Linked DNA regions of Oryctolagus cuniculus: regions 1 and 2 are each linked to region 3. Evidence: chromatin contacts called from public Hi-C and Micro-C data. All regions are on one chromosome and are shown on one strand. The core of a region is the stretch at or near the end of the contact, and the rest is flanking DNA. Distances in the headings are between cores, read along the strand shown. Region 1 holds the start of EFCAB2 (EF-hand calcium binding domain 2). Region 2 holds the start of HNRNPU (heterogeneous nuclear ribonucleoprotein U). Region 3 holds the start of DESI2 (desumoylating isopeptidase 2).

Region 1 (3,815 bases), core at 232-2,731, 380 kb after region 3:
GAGCCAGGTGCTTCTCCTGGTCTCCCATGGGGTACAGGGCCCAAGCACTTGTGCCATCCTCCACTGCACTCCCTGGCCACAGCAGAGAGCTGGCCTGCAAGAGGGGCAACCGGGACAGAATCCGGCGCCCCGACCGGGACTAGAACCGGGTGTGCTGGCGCCGCAAGGTGGAGGATTAGCCTAGTGAGCCACGGCGCCGGCTCAGGGTTTCATTCTTATTAACCTGTACTGCCAATACTTACACACAAAAAAATACAATGCAAATGGACAAACTGCCTTACTTGCAATGAATGTTGTAGATGTGGATCTTCTCAACAAGTCCCCGTGAAGACTAATTCTTAATTGTTGATCTATGTATTATTTGAGATAAAAAAACTGAGGAGTTGTTCCAGGCACCAGGGACATATGGCTGAGTGAAGCAGTTCCCTCCTCTGGAGGGAGGAAAGCCATAGCAAATCAGCGTGAGAAGCTCCCTGAGGAAGGGGTTGAGAGGGCAAACTTGAAGGAGTAGGTGACCTTGAAGGTCATCAGCAGGACAAGCAGCAGGGGACAGCAGTTTGTGGGAGAGTGCCTGCTGGTGCACGGAGAGCTGGGGACAGGCATTCCAGAAAGAAAAAAGCCTGCCAACAGCTAAGCAAAGCCAGAGCAGTGACAAGTGAGCCCGAGAGCAGATTTGGAGTTTCCTACTTTCTTCAAACCCTTCCTTATTTATATGGAGAGCCTTTAAAAATAAATAATTAGCACACAATGAGTGTAGGATTTAAATATAAATGAATGTTAATGAGTATTTCTGGGTATTAAGAACATACTATATACAATTGGAATCATTTTATGTAAGCATTTATCTTCCAATACAAGCTATTTTGTGATGATTCAATTGTTTATATTCAAATTCACACAGAATGCTGATCACAGCACCAAATGATATCTTCAATAGGAAAATGCATTTTTTAAAGGATTTATTTATATGAAAGTTACTTAGAGGGAGACATGCTGATTCACTCCCTAGATGGCTGCAATGGCTGGGGCTAGGCCAGGCCAAAGCCAGGAGCCAGGTGCTTCAACCCAGCCTCCCTCATTAAATGGCAGGAGCCCAAACACCTGGGCCAACTGCTGCTTTCCCAGGTTGATTTGCAGGGAGCTGGATTGGAATTGGAGCAGCTGGGACTTGAACCAGAGCCCCTATGAGACAGGTGGTGGCTTTATGCGCTGTGTCACAACACCATCCCCCCAAATGTGTATTTTTATAATGAAGAATACAGTCAGTTTGCTTTAGGGCTTACTCAGATTACAGAACCAGAATAAAAGGAGCACTAAAAACTGTTAATAAAATCATTAAATATGTTGTATTTCGAAGGCCTCTTAAAAAGTTATGGTTACCGGTTTATAAATCAGTTTTATGTTACAAATTGTTTAGCACATACACATACACACTGAAATACATACACATTGAAATAGTTTGAATAAATGACTCGTTTGAAACACATCATCAGGATTTTATTGAAAGCTCTTTTTCAGAAGAAAATATCCTAGTGAACATAGCCTAAAAAGAAAAAAACTGCCATGACACTGTCACAGCTGCCGAGTTTCAGGAAAGCACTTTTGAAAACTCCTATGATAACAACGCAGGTCAAGCCAGATTTCACCAGAAAAAAACACATTTAAACGTATGCAACACCGAGCACAACCCAGCCCCATTTTTGTTGCTAGGAGAACCTTCTATTTTGTATCAGGCATCGCAGCCTTGACGACGCAATGTTTGCGCGTATTTTGCACATGTTTTTCTACAGCGACTCCTCTCCCGCAGTAATAATAGTCGAATGGCTCTGGTTTCCTCTTGCGCCCGGCCCAGTTTTTCCGTTGCAGCCCCAGTTCTCACAGGCGGCGGGGCGCTCGCTGGCTCGCTCGCTCCGGGACAGGGCGGCGCGGACCGGGGGACCAGCGCGGCTGTGAATGGGGAGGGAGGAGGCTGGAGGGCGGCTCGGGTCTGCCCCCCTTACCCCCCCAGGAGCTGAGCTCTTCACCCAGCAGCTCTGGCTGCGTTTCCAAATCGGCAGTTTGGGGAAAAGAAAAAAAAAAAAAAAGCAACGCCACGTCTTGCAAACACGAGGGGAGGGGGCGAGCACTCTGTGCGCGCGCGGCCCCCAAGGGGTGAGAAAGGAGGGGCCCGGAACCTTGTGAAATAAACTCCCCTAGACCCAAAGTCCCCGGGCTCGGGCCCCCGGGCTGGAGGGCGACACCGGGTCCAACGGCCGACCCGCCGGCGGCGCGCGCGCCCGAGGGTCGTGGCGGGAAGCGCGCCAGCTCCCAGTGTTCCCTCTACCGCCGCCCGGGGTCTTCCTTCCCCACGATTCCGAGCCACCCCGCCTCCAGGGTGCGCGGGGGTGCGCGGGGGAGGGGACCCGCAGGGGGCAAGGACGCCGGGACCGACGTTAACCGTTAACGGTGGGCTTCTCCCCGGCGACCGGCGCGGCTACAAGATGGCGGATGATAGAGAAGGTACAGGTAGGCGCGCCGAGGGGAGGGCTGCCCTCGTCGCCCGCTGCGACCCGGGGCTGTCCCGGCCGGGGAGGGGCGGGCCACCCTCCATCTTGTCCCTGCCGCGGGAAAAGGGTGGCCTCCGGAGGGTGCCCTCCCGCCCCCGGCCCCGCAGCCCGCCCGGGCCGCCGCCGGGCCCCGCCCCTCCCCTCCCCTCCCCCGCCCCCGCCAGCGGCGTCCTCCTCCCCCGCCCGCGGAGGCCCGGCCTGCTGCAGCGCGGGCTGCGGAGGAGGCGCCGGCCCGCGGACGCTGATAATGGCGTCGTTGTTCACGGTCGCCGCCGCCGCCTCCACACCCTGGTCGGGGTCTCGCTGCCGCAGGCGCCACACCAGCAGCTGTCCCGGCTGTGGGCACCGGGGGGCCGGCCTGGCCGGGGACGGGTTCTGGCCGCCCAAATCTGGCGGAGTCCGCTCAGCCCGCGCTGAAGCCCCGCCCCGGCCCCGGCTGGATGGCGTTTGCGGCCACCATCTTGCCGCCTCGGTGAGGACGCGAGAGGACGGCCTCGGGGTCACAGCCGCTCCTGCCGCGCCTCTCTGGTGGTGGGACTCGGGGCTGCACCTCGTCCGGCATCTTAAAAACACAGAAACAGTAACGGCCCACGCAGCTGTTCATAAAGAGGGAAAAAGCGAGAGCGGGCGGGGCCGCGCTTGCGCCGCGGTGCGCGGGGCGGTCTGGCCGGGTTGCGGCGGGCCGAGAGGATTGATGTGTTGCCCGTGCGGAGCCGCGGATCCCTAACATCCACGTTTAGTTTTCAAGGGCCCGGACGTTGTCTTTAATTCAGGGCTGTGATTTAAAATCGGGTCCTCGGTTAACCGTCCTCTTAGTCACGCCAAAATAATTGTTTGATAATTGGCAAAAACACCGAAAGAATTACGAGACCGTAGAATCGAACATCTTAGAAGTGAAAAATCACACTCTACTTTGGTTTCCTTTTTGGAGCCTTCAGAAAAGCTCTATTTTTTTTTTTTTTTAAATCAAAGAACAAAGGTAGTTTGGGCTCACAGCTAGGGTTTACGTGAGCTCCCCAGTCATGGTGAGCCCAGAAGATCTGCGCAGACAAACGTGAAACCGTGCCAAAGGCCTACTTACTTGATGACAGGCATACTGATTTTTATAGTAATCCGGGAAGGCAGGCTTATTTTATTCATTTTGCTTTTAGCAAGACTTAACCCAGAAAACGGGATGTTATTTTGATCTATTGTTATTATGTACCAAAAAGGAGAAAAATCATCACAGATTTTTTTTTTTAAATCTGATCAACCTAAAAATTTTTTTTT
Region 2 (3,952 bases), core at 1,338-3,837, 300 kb after region 3:
TGCTGCCCCAGGTCTTTGGAAGAAATCAACTTATGTTAAAGCAGCAGCTACTGAACTGGAATTGAGAACAAAAGAGCAGTTATTGAAATAGTATTACAGTCTTTTAGAATAGGGAATATACTTGAGTGCTAATGGGAAAAGTCATCAGTTAAGTATTTAACCAGCCCAAGTAGCTGACTTAACAATCCCAAAATAAAAGGAAATTACTGTAGGACACGTTAACAGTTTCCATTAGCTAACTAGTCCAAAATTGGCATCAATTTCACATTCAAGAATAAGAAGCTTTAAATTACAATTAAAATTGCCAAAGCCTGTAAAATCAATTCAACACAACTGATGGCATATTAATATTAAACTACTGCACTCTGGGTATCAATCATTATCTTTGCTTTTTAGAAAACTGTACATGTTTTCTGCACTTAGGTTAAACGTACTGCAATCTAACATTGTCAAAAAAACCCAAGGCATTTGAGGACTGCGTGGGGGAGCGGGTGAAACAGCTTCACTTACAAGTATCAAGACAAACCACTGTGTCATCGAAGTGCTCATCTTCTTCTTCAACGGGGGGCTGAGGAGATTTGGCTCTGAAAGACAGAATGGGCTCCTGATACGTCTCTGCCCACCCACGGAGAACGGGCAACAACAACGCACAATCCGTTAGCATCCTCTACCTGCTGTACTTGTTCTCTTCAATGTACTCAAAATATCCACGGCCATGATCTTCTCGAGGTCTTTTTACACCTCGCTTTTTATCTCCGCCTTTCTGCTCTGTTTTGCCGTCTCCTATAACACACGACACTCTCATAAGTGCTCAAGCCACCCAACACCCCCGCCAAAAGAAAAAAAAGCCGCTTTTATTTCAAGTTGCCTAAAAGCATCGAATTAATGAGTTTTGGGTGAATACTGAACCGCCAGGTCGAATGTGAATTCAAACTATCAGCTTGGAATTGGATTGGAGTTAGTGACGCAGCCTAAAGACGTTACTAATTCGGCCCGTCTACCGGAGGCTTCAAGAAAGCTTAAGCGCAACTGCGCGCCGGAGGCCCCGAGCCCACGTGGATCCCGACGAGCGGTCAGGAGGGGGAGGGGCGCGGGGGCGGCGGCCCCTCCCCCACCCGGGCCCGCGCAGCCCGCGGCCGCATTGTACGGATCTTCCGCCCCGCTCGGCGCGCCGGCTCCTCCCGCCGGAAGTGACGTCACGCCGAGCCCCTGCGCTCCTTGCACAATACCGCGGCGAGGAGCCGCCAAAGCGCGCCCGCCCCGGGACCTCGGGCCTCTCCCCTCCCCCCGCCCTGAGCCATGTGCCCGCACCGCGCGCACACACAGCGCGGCGGCGCCACCGCGGGCCGACGGGGCTCCTCCCCCCCTCCCGCGGCAGCTGCAGCTCCCCCGCCCCCACCCCCGCCCCGGCTCCCGAGCCACATAATGGAGGCGCTGCCACCGCCGTCACACACGCACACGCACACACACACCCCGAGCCCCAGGCCTCTCGGCTAATCTGGGATTCCCCGCACCCCTCCCTCCCCCCACCGCCGCCCACCCAGCCACCAGCGGGGGGCTCCGGCAGGCCGGGGGCCCGGTCCCCACCCCACGCGGGCCTCCCGCCGCGCGCAACGTACAACGCAGCACTCACCCGCCGCCGGAGCCCCGGGGCGACCGCCTCCTCCGCCGCCTTCCGCCTTCTTCTTACCTCCCGCCTGCTGCTGGCCCTGCCTCGCCCCGGGCGGCGCCACCGTCACCGCGAACAGCGAGGTGGGGCCGCTGCTCTTCCCCGCGGCCTCCTTGGCCGCCCCGCGCTGCTGCGGAGGCTGTTGCTGCGGCGCCGCCGGCGGTTGAGGCTGCTGCTCCCCGTGCCCGTTCTCGTCGCCCGCGCCCTCCTCCTCGTCGCCGAGCTCGTCCTCCCCTTCCTGGAAGCCCTGATCATCGCCGTTCTCGTCTTCCGAGGCGGCCTCCTCCTCCTCCATCGGGCCCGACTCGGCCGCCCCCGCGGCCCCGTTCTCCTCTCCTAGCTCCATCTGGTCGCCATCCAGGGCGGCGATCCCTTCCTCCTCCTCTTCCTCCTCCTCCTCGTCGTCGTCGCCGCCGGCCGCGGCCTCCTGCTCGAGGCCTGCTCCCGAGCGCCCGGCGGAATCCCCGCCCAGGTCTAGGCTGCCGTTCCCGGGCTCCATGGCGGGGCGGCCCCCGGCCTCCTCGTCGTCCAGCGCAGCCTGGAGTCGCTCCATGAGCTCGGCCTTGAGGCCCTTGTCGGAGAGGCGCCGCTTCTTGAGCTCCTCTTTCAGCTCAGACACCTTCAGCTTTTTTACATTAACAGGCGAGGAACTCATGATGAGGGCCCCGATTCGCGGCAGGGAGCTTGGCTCGGACTGGGCTCCGCTCACTCGGCCACTGGTAGCGGCTGCTGCGGCTGCTCCTCGGTCCGGGCGGCGGCTGCGGCTGGAGGTGGGTTCGTGCTGCAGAGAGGACCCGCCTGGTGTCGAACGGCGCCAATTCCTTTCACCGAGTTCGCGAGGGAGACGCGGAGACTCGCCTGGCGCGAGCGAGCACGCAACGTCCTCTCGCAGGGGCGGCGCCGCGCACGTAATATAGCCGCCCCGCCCCCCGCGCTGACGGGCGCGCCGCGCAGCAGGAAGGCGGGAGCGCGCTCGCGCTCGGCCCCGCCCAGCACCGTCCCTGCCTCCCCGCCCCCACGCCGAGGCCCGGGTCGGGAGCGCGGCACAGGCCGCGCAGTGCGCTTCCTATTGGGTGCCGAGCAAATGGAGGAGAAGGAAACCGCCTTTCGGTTTAACCGGCCCGCTGCAAAGTCCACTGGGTTTCTGCCGAGGGAGCTCGTTCTGCTCTTGGCCTCCCAGCCTGGGCGGCTGCTCGGCTTGAAATGCTAGCAGAGCTCAGCTTGGCGTTTTCAGCTCGAACCCCTCCACCTTTTCTTCCATCTTAGTATTGCCGTCCTGGGTGCCCCTCCTGCTATACCGTTTTAAAACGCCTCGGGATTTTATTTCCGCTCTGGCTTGTCTAACCCAGCCTGGCAGTCAGCACACGGAGAGTTGGTTCGTCCCTTCTTCCCCCCCTCTCCCCCCCCACCTCCGGCCTCGTATCTCCTTTCATTTTTCTAAGCCGGCCTGGCGAATGGCCTTTTAAATTCGGGAAGCCTTTCTTTTGTGTCTTCGGCAGCCCCCGGTGCGGGGCCTGGGAAAGCGGCTTCTCCCCTCCTCCGGTCTGCATCCGCAAAGCGCGCTCTTCGCGGCAGCCACACGCATGGCGTCAGTGGCCTTGCAGAGGCCTCTGTGGGGCCTGATGTTTGTCATTCAGGCCCGGGCGTGCGGTGAGGAGGGCGAAGCGCAGCTAGGACCTGCCACCCGTGGATTTTCTCCCTGTCCCCGCGGGGACCCAATGGTGCCCAAACCAAAGGCTCCTGAGATGGAACAGGGCGACAGTCTGGCAGACGGGCCATGAGAGACCTCGCTCTCAAAAAGAAATCCGTGATTGGATCGTGGTTGAAGTTTGAGAGTGGCAATCCGGGGTAGCATCCTAATCCCCCAGCGTCCCCACAGTGCCAGGCCAGCGATCCCCGTGGGAATGAGGAAAGAGACCTGCTGCACAAAAAGACTGCTGTGCTATTGATTTGAAATGTGGAAGTACAGAAATGCAAATCTTGTCCCGTAGGCTGAGGTGATGTAACTGATCCACAAATGTTCGTTTTTAAAAGCTGCTTTTCAACAGTTTTTAAGAAATGTGTCTTACCCTGTATTCAGGCATAAGGTGAAATACTGACATCCGTGAGATTATTTGAGTTGAGATTAATAGTGTGCAGTACTGGTAATCCTCAAATTAACAGAGGGGACTAGGACAGCCCGGAAGTAGAAGCGTCCAAATAGTGTCAGAAATTCACTTGGCCTTTGGCTATGTTGCTGAAGCTTGCCAACAAGCCACAGACGAATTTGAACTCTTCCTTGCT
Region 3 (3,564 bases), core at 915-3,414:
TCCAGGATTAGCGTCATTGTGCCCCTTTAGAAGTACCAGCAGCTCCTCTCTTTAGAATTTGGAATGCCAGCTCAGTGAGGCTCTCCTGCAAACTTCGAAGGTTTTAAAATTCCAGTCCCTTTGTCCTTGCAGGCCTGGGGTGCCAGCTGTTCTGGCTTTCTGCTACCTTAGTGTTCCATTTTTGTCTTTTTTAGGTCTCCATTACCCAGTTTACAATTCTTTAAGTTTTCCTTGTTGTCTCCTGACAACTACCTTCAATAAGTCTTCTTGTTATACTCAACTACTGCTTGTCTCCTTCGGCTTAAATTATTAATCTATGCATTAGCATTAGTGTGTGTGTGTGTGTCTTTCACTGGACTGTGATTCATGAGAATAGGAATCATATCCATTTTGTCACCAATGAACTAGTGAAACACCGTGGCTGACACAGAAAAGGGACTCGTTTAATGCTTGTTCATTGACTGGATGATGGATCATTTCCATTATTGGATCAATACCCAAATTAGATGAGCAATAAAACTCCATCATCAGATGATGAATTCTATTTTACACCTGATAAATTCAAAGGGATCAAGAGATTTTCACATGTGATCCCCAGAACCCAGAAGGATGTTACCTTTCACAGGAAAAGAGGATTTAGCAGACATGATTAAGGATCTTCAGATGGGGAGATTATTCAGGATTATCCGGGTGGGCCCAATCTTATTGCACAGATCTTTCTGTGTGAGAAAAAGAATGTCAAAAAGGATATGATGACACGAATAGAGGTTGCAGTGGTATGGCCATGAACCAAAGAACAAGAGTAGCCTCCAGAAGCCGGAAAAGGCAACAGAGCACATTCTTCCCCAGAGCCTCCCAATGGGACCCAGATCTTGATTTTAGCCCATGGAGTCCATACTTAGACTTCTGATATCTAGAATTGTACGATAATAAATTAGTGATTTTAGACCATAAGCTTGCAGTGATTTGTTGCAGTGATGAGTACATCCTGGACGGGAAGTCAGATAGGCTGCAGGTTCTACAGCACTCAGGAGGGAGCAGAGGTTGAAGCTAGGGACAGGCATCTGTGAAGGTAGCAGGTGACAGTTACAGCCCTGAGAGTGGATGAGATCACAAAGAGCAAAGGGAGGGTGCAGAGTAAGAGGGGAAGTGAACTGGCTGTTCATATAAAGTAGAGCAGCCAGGACTAAATGAATTTTAAGTATTCAGTGCTTGTCCTCACAATTCCTGGGAGAAAGGGATTTAGAAGAAGGGATTAAGTAGGGGCCAGTGTGTGTAGCAGGTAAACGCCGGAATCCTAGATGGGGCTGGCTCGTGTTCCAGCCGTTCCACTCCCAATCCAGCCCCCTGCATAAAGATGGCCCAAGTCCTTGGGCCCCTACCACCCACATGGGAGACCCAGAAGAAGCTCCTGGCTCCTGGCTTTGGCCTGACCCAGTCCCAGCCATTATGGTTATCTGGGAAGTCTACCTCTGTAACTCTTTCAAATAAATAAATCTTAAAAAAAAAAATGGGATTAAGTGGTATGTTCATTGGGTTAGGTGGGGAGGGATGCCACAGCAGGAAACAAATTTTAGAAACAAATTTTAGAACTTTGTAACCTGAACAATCAAATTACAACCGGGGGTACAAAGAATTTGCTGCCCCTCAATACTGCCTGGCAATCAAACCATATTTCCTTAGTATACTTATTTTCTCTATTTTACATCTTTATTCAAACTTGCTACACCCCTTTTCCTCACTTCTCATCTTGCTTTGCAATTCATTGAGAAGATAAAAATCAGAAAAGGATGCTCACCTTCCTCATCTCAGTTCTGACCTATTGCTATCTACCTTGCCCTTAAAAAAAAAAAAAAATTGAAAAGCAGAGTTACACAGCGAGGAAGAGATAGAGAGAAATCGTTCATCAGCTGGTTTACTCCCAAAATGGCCGTATGGGTCAGGTCTGGAACTCCATTCTGGTCTCCCATGTGGGTAGCAGGGGCCCAAGGACTTGGACCATCTTCCCCTGCTTTCCCTGCGAACTCCAACTTGGCACTCGGGTGGGATGCCAGCGTCGCAGGCAGTAACTTAACCTGCTGAGCCATAACGCGGGTCCTTATCTTCCTTGCTTTCTATGCCATCACAATGCACCCACATCTTGCACCCAGTCTTCTAGCCCATTCTTCCTAATAAAGGTCAACCCCTCTTGTGCCCCAGATCCTCCCCTTCTTGTGCCCCAGATCCTCCACACCATGGTCTACAACACCGCCTGGCATGTGGTAAGAACGTAAGTATTTGTTGAACACAGAAGCGCCTCTATACCCCTGGGTTGTGCTGTACTTTTTCCATCTCAGCAGGATAGTTTCATAAAATGCAAGTTCTATGTTGAAGATTAACTGGATGCACATGACATCTCATTCATACCAGTAACGCTTCCTTTATTCCCCCACACCTCCTCTTGCTAAAAAAGAGAGCGATCTGGAAAACGGATTCATCACTGTGGTCTTTGCTACATTTGACTTCATTGGGCTCAACAAGATATAACCAGTAGCACCAGCACCAGCACCAGCACTAGCGGCGATAGGTTGAAGGTAGAGGACTTCACCTCCTGTCAAGGACAGGCAGCAAAGGATCCGCCCGCAGGTGCAAAGCGCTGCATGCTGGGATCTGTAGTCTCCCTGGGAGAACTAGTCTGGTAGGGTCGGAACCCCAGCAGCATGCTGGGAGTTGTAGTCGAAGGCAGTTGAGACAGCCTCTGCCCTTCCAGTAGCGAGACGGAGTGGGGGTGGGGGTGGGGAGGGTTGGGATCCTCGCTGCATGCTGGGAACTGCAGTCTCTCTGGGGCCCCGCTCCTCCAGGGCGAAGAGATGCCGAGGCTGCCGCCATTTTAGGTCCTGAGGAGCGGCAGCCAAGTACCACAGCGCAAGCGGGCTCAGCCCTGGCGCCGGGCCGGCCCCGCCCACGGGGCGCCCGGCGCCCGCCCCTCGCTCAGGCCCCGCCCTTCCCCACGTGTCTGCCGCCTAGGGGAGGCGCCTGAGCCCGAGCGGGCCCGCCACCGGTCCGGCCCGGCCCCGCAGTAGCTCCTGTCGGCAGCGCCTCGGAGCGGCCCGGCTGCCCGATGCTTCCGCTCCGGCTGCGGCGGGCCGGGCTGTACGCTTAGCGCCCGGCTCAGGCCCCCTGAAGCGCCGGCGGGGGTGGGAGCGGCCTCCGGCCCCGCGGAGACGGAGCAGCTCGAGGACGAGGCGGCGGCGGCAAGGAGGAGGATGGGGGCTAACCAGTTAGTGGTGCTCAACGTGTACGACATGGTGAGTACGGCCCCGCGTCCTGGCCCAGGCCGGCGGCCTCTCTCCGGGCGGGCTCGGCCCCGACCCCCGGCCCCCTGCGCTGCCAGGCTCGCGTCTCCGCCTCCAGCTTAGTTCTCTCGAGGTGGGGGCGGGGGACGAGCATTAGATTGTAATCCTCGCACCCTTCGGTGCTCCGTTGGTGCTGCCCAGTCAGTGCGAGGGCTTTGGGTCGGCTTGGACCTTTCCCGTGTCCTCTGCTCGGCCCGGACCCTGGCCCTGGGCCCGACCCCTTGGCCGA

The links. Hi-C and Micro-C count contacts between places; a contact is called where the count stands out from the background.
Region 1: a contact with region 3 is called in a Hi-C map of psoas muscle, with 3 times the contacts expected there. The contact joins the promoter of EFCAB2 here to the promoter of DESI2 in region 3. A contact is called at or near these places in 2 of 6 Hi-C or Micro-C datasets (psoas muscle and an unstated tissue).
Region 2: a Micro-C map of ear pinna shows a contact between it and region 3, with 6 times the contacts expected there. The contact joins the promoter of HNRNPU here to the promoter of DESI2 in region 3. A contact is called at or near these places in 2 of 6 Hi-C or Micro-C datasets (ear pinna and psoas muscle).

What each region holds. Positions count from the first base shown.
Region 1 is chr13:64,976,545-64,980,359 of mOryCun1.1, forward strand. It overlaps EFCAB2 (EF-hand calcium binding domain 2), which reads left to right and starts at 1,482. Exons shown (of 7, transcript XM_008268166.4): 1 at 1,482-2,499. The coding sequence starts at 2,481.
Region 2 is chr13:64,895,948-64,899,899 of mOryCun1.1, forward strand. HNRNPU (heterogeneous nuclear ribonucleoprotein U) reads right to left here and starts at 2,588. Exons shown (of 14, transcript XM_017347701.3): 1 at 1,691-2,588; 2 at 672-783; 3 at 511-584. The coding sequence starts at 2,324.
Region 3 is chr13:64,598,707-64,602,270 of mOryCun1.1, forward strand. DESI2 (desumoylating isopeptidase 2) reads left to right here and starts at 2,165. Exons shown (of 5, transcript XM_051821504.2): 1 at 2,165-2,261. The coding sequence starts at 2,235. It overlaps CATSPERE (catsper channel auxiliary subunit epsilon), which reads left to right. Exons shown (of 22, transcript XM_070055618.1): 22 at 1-2,031.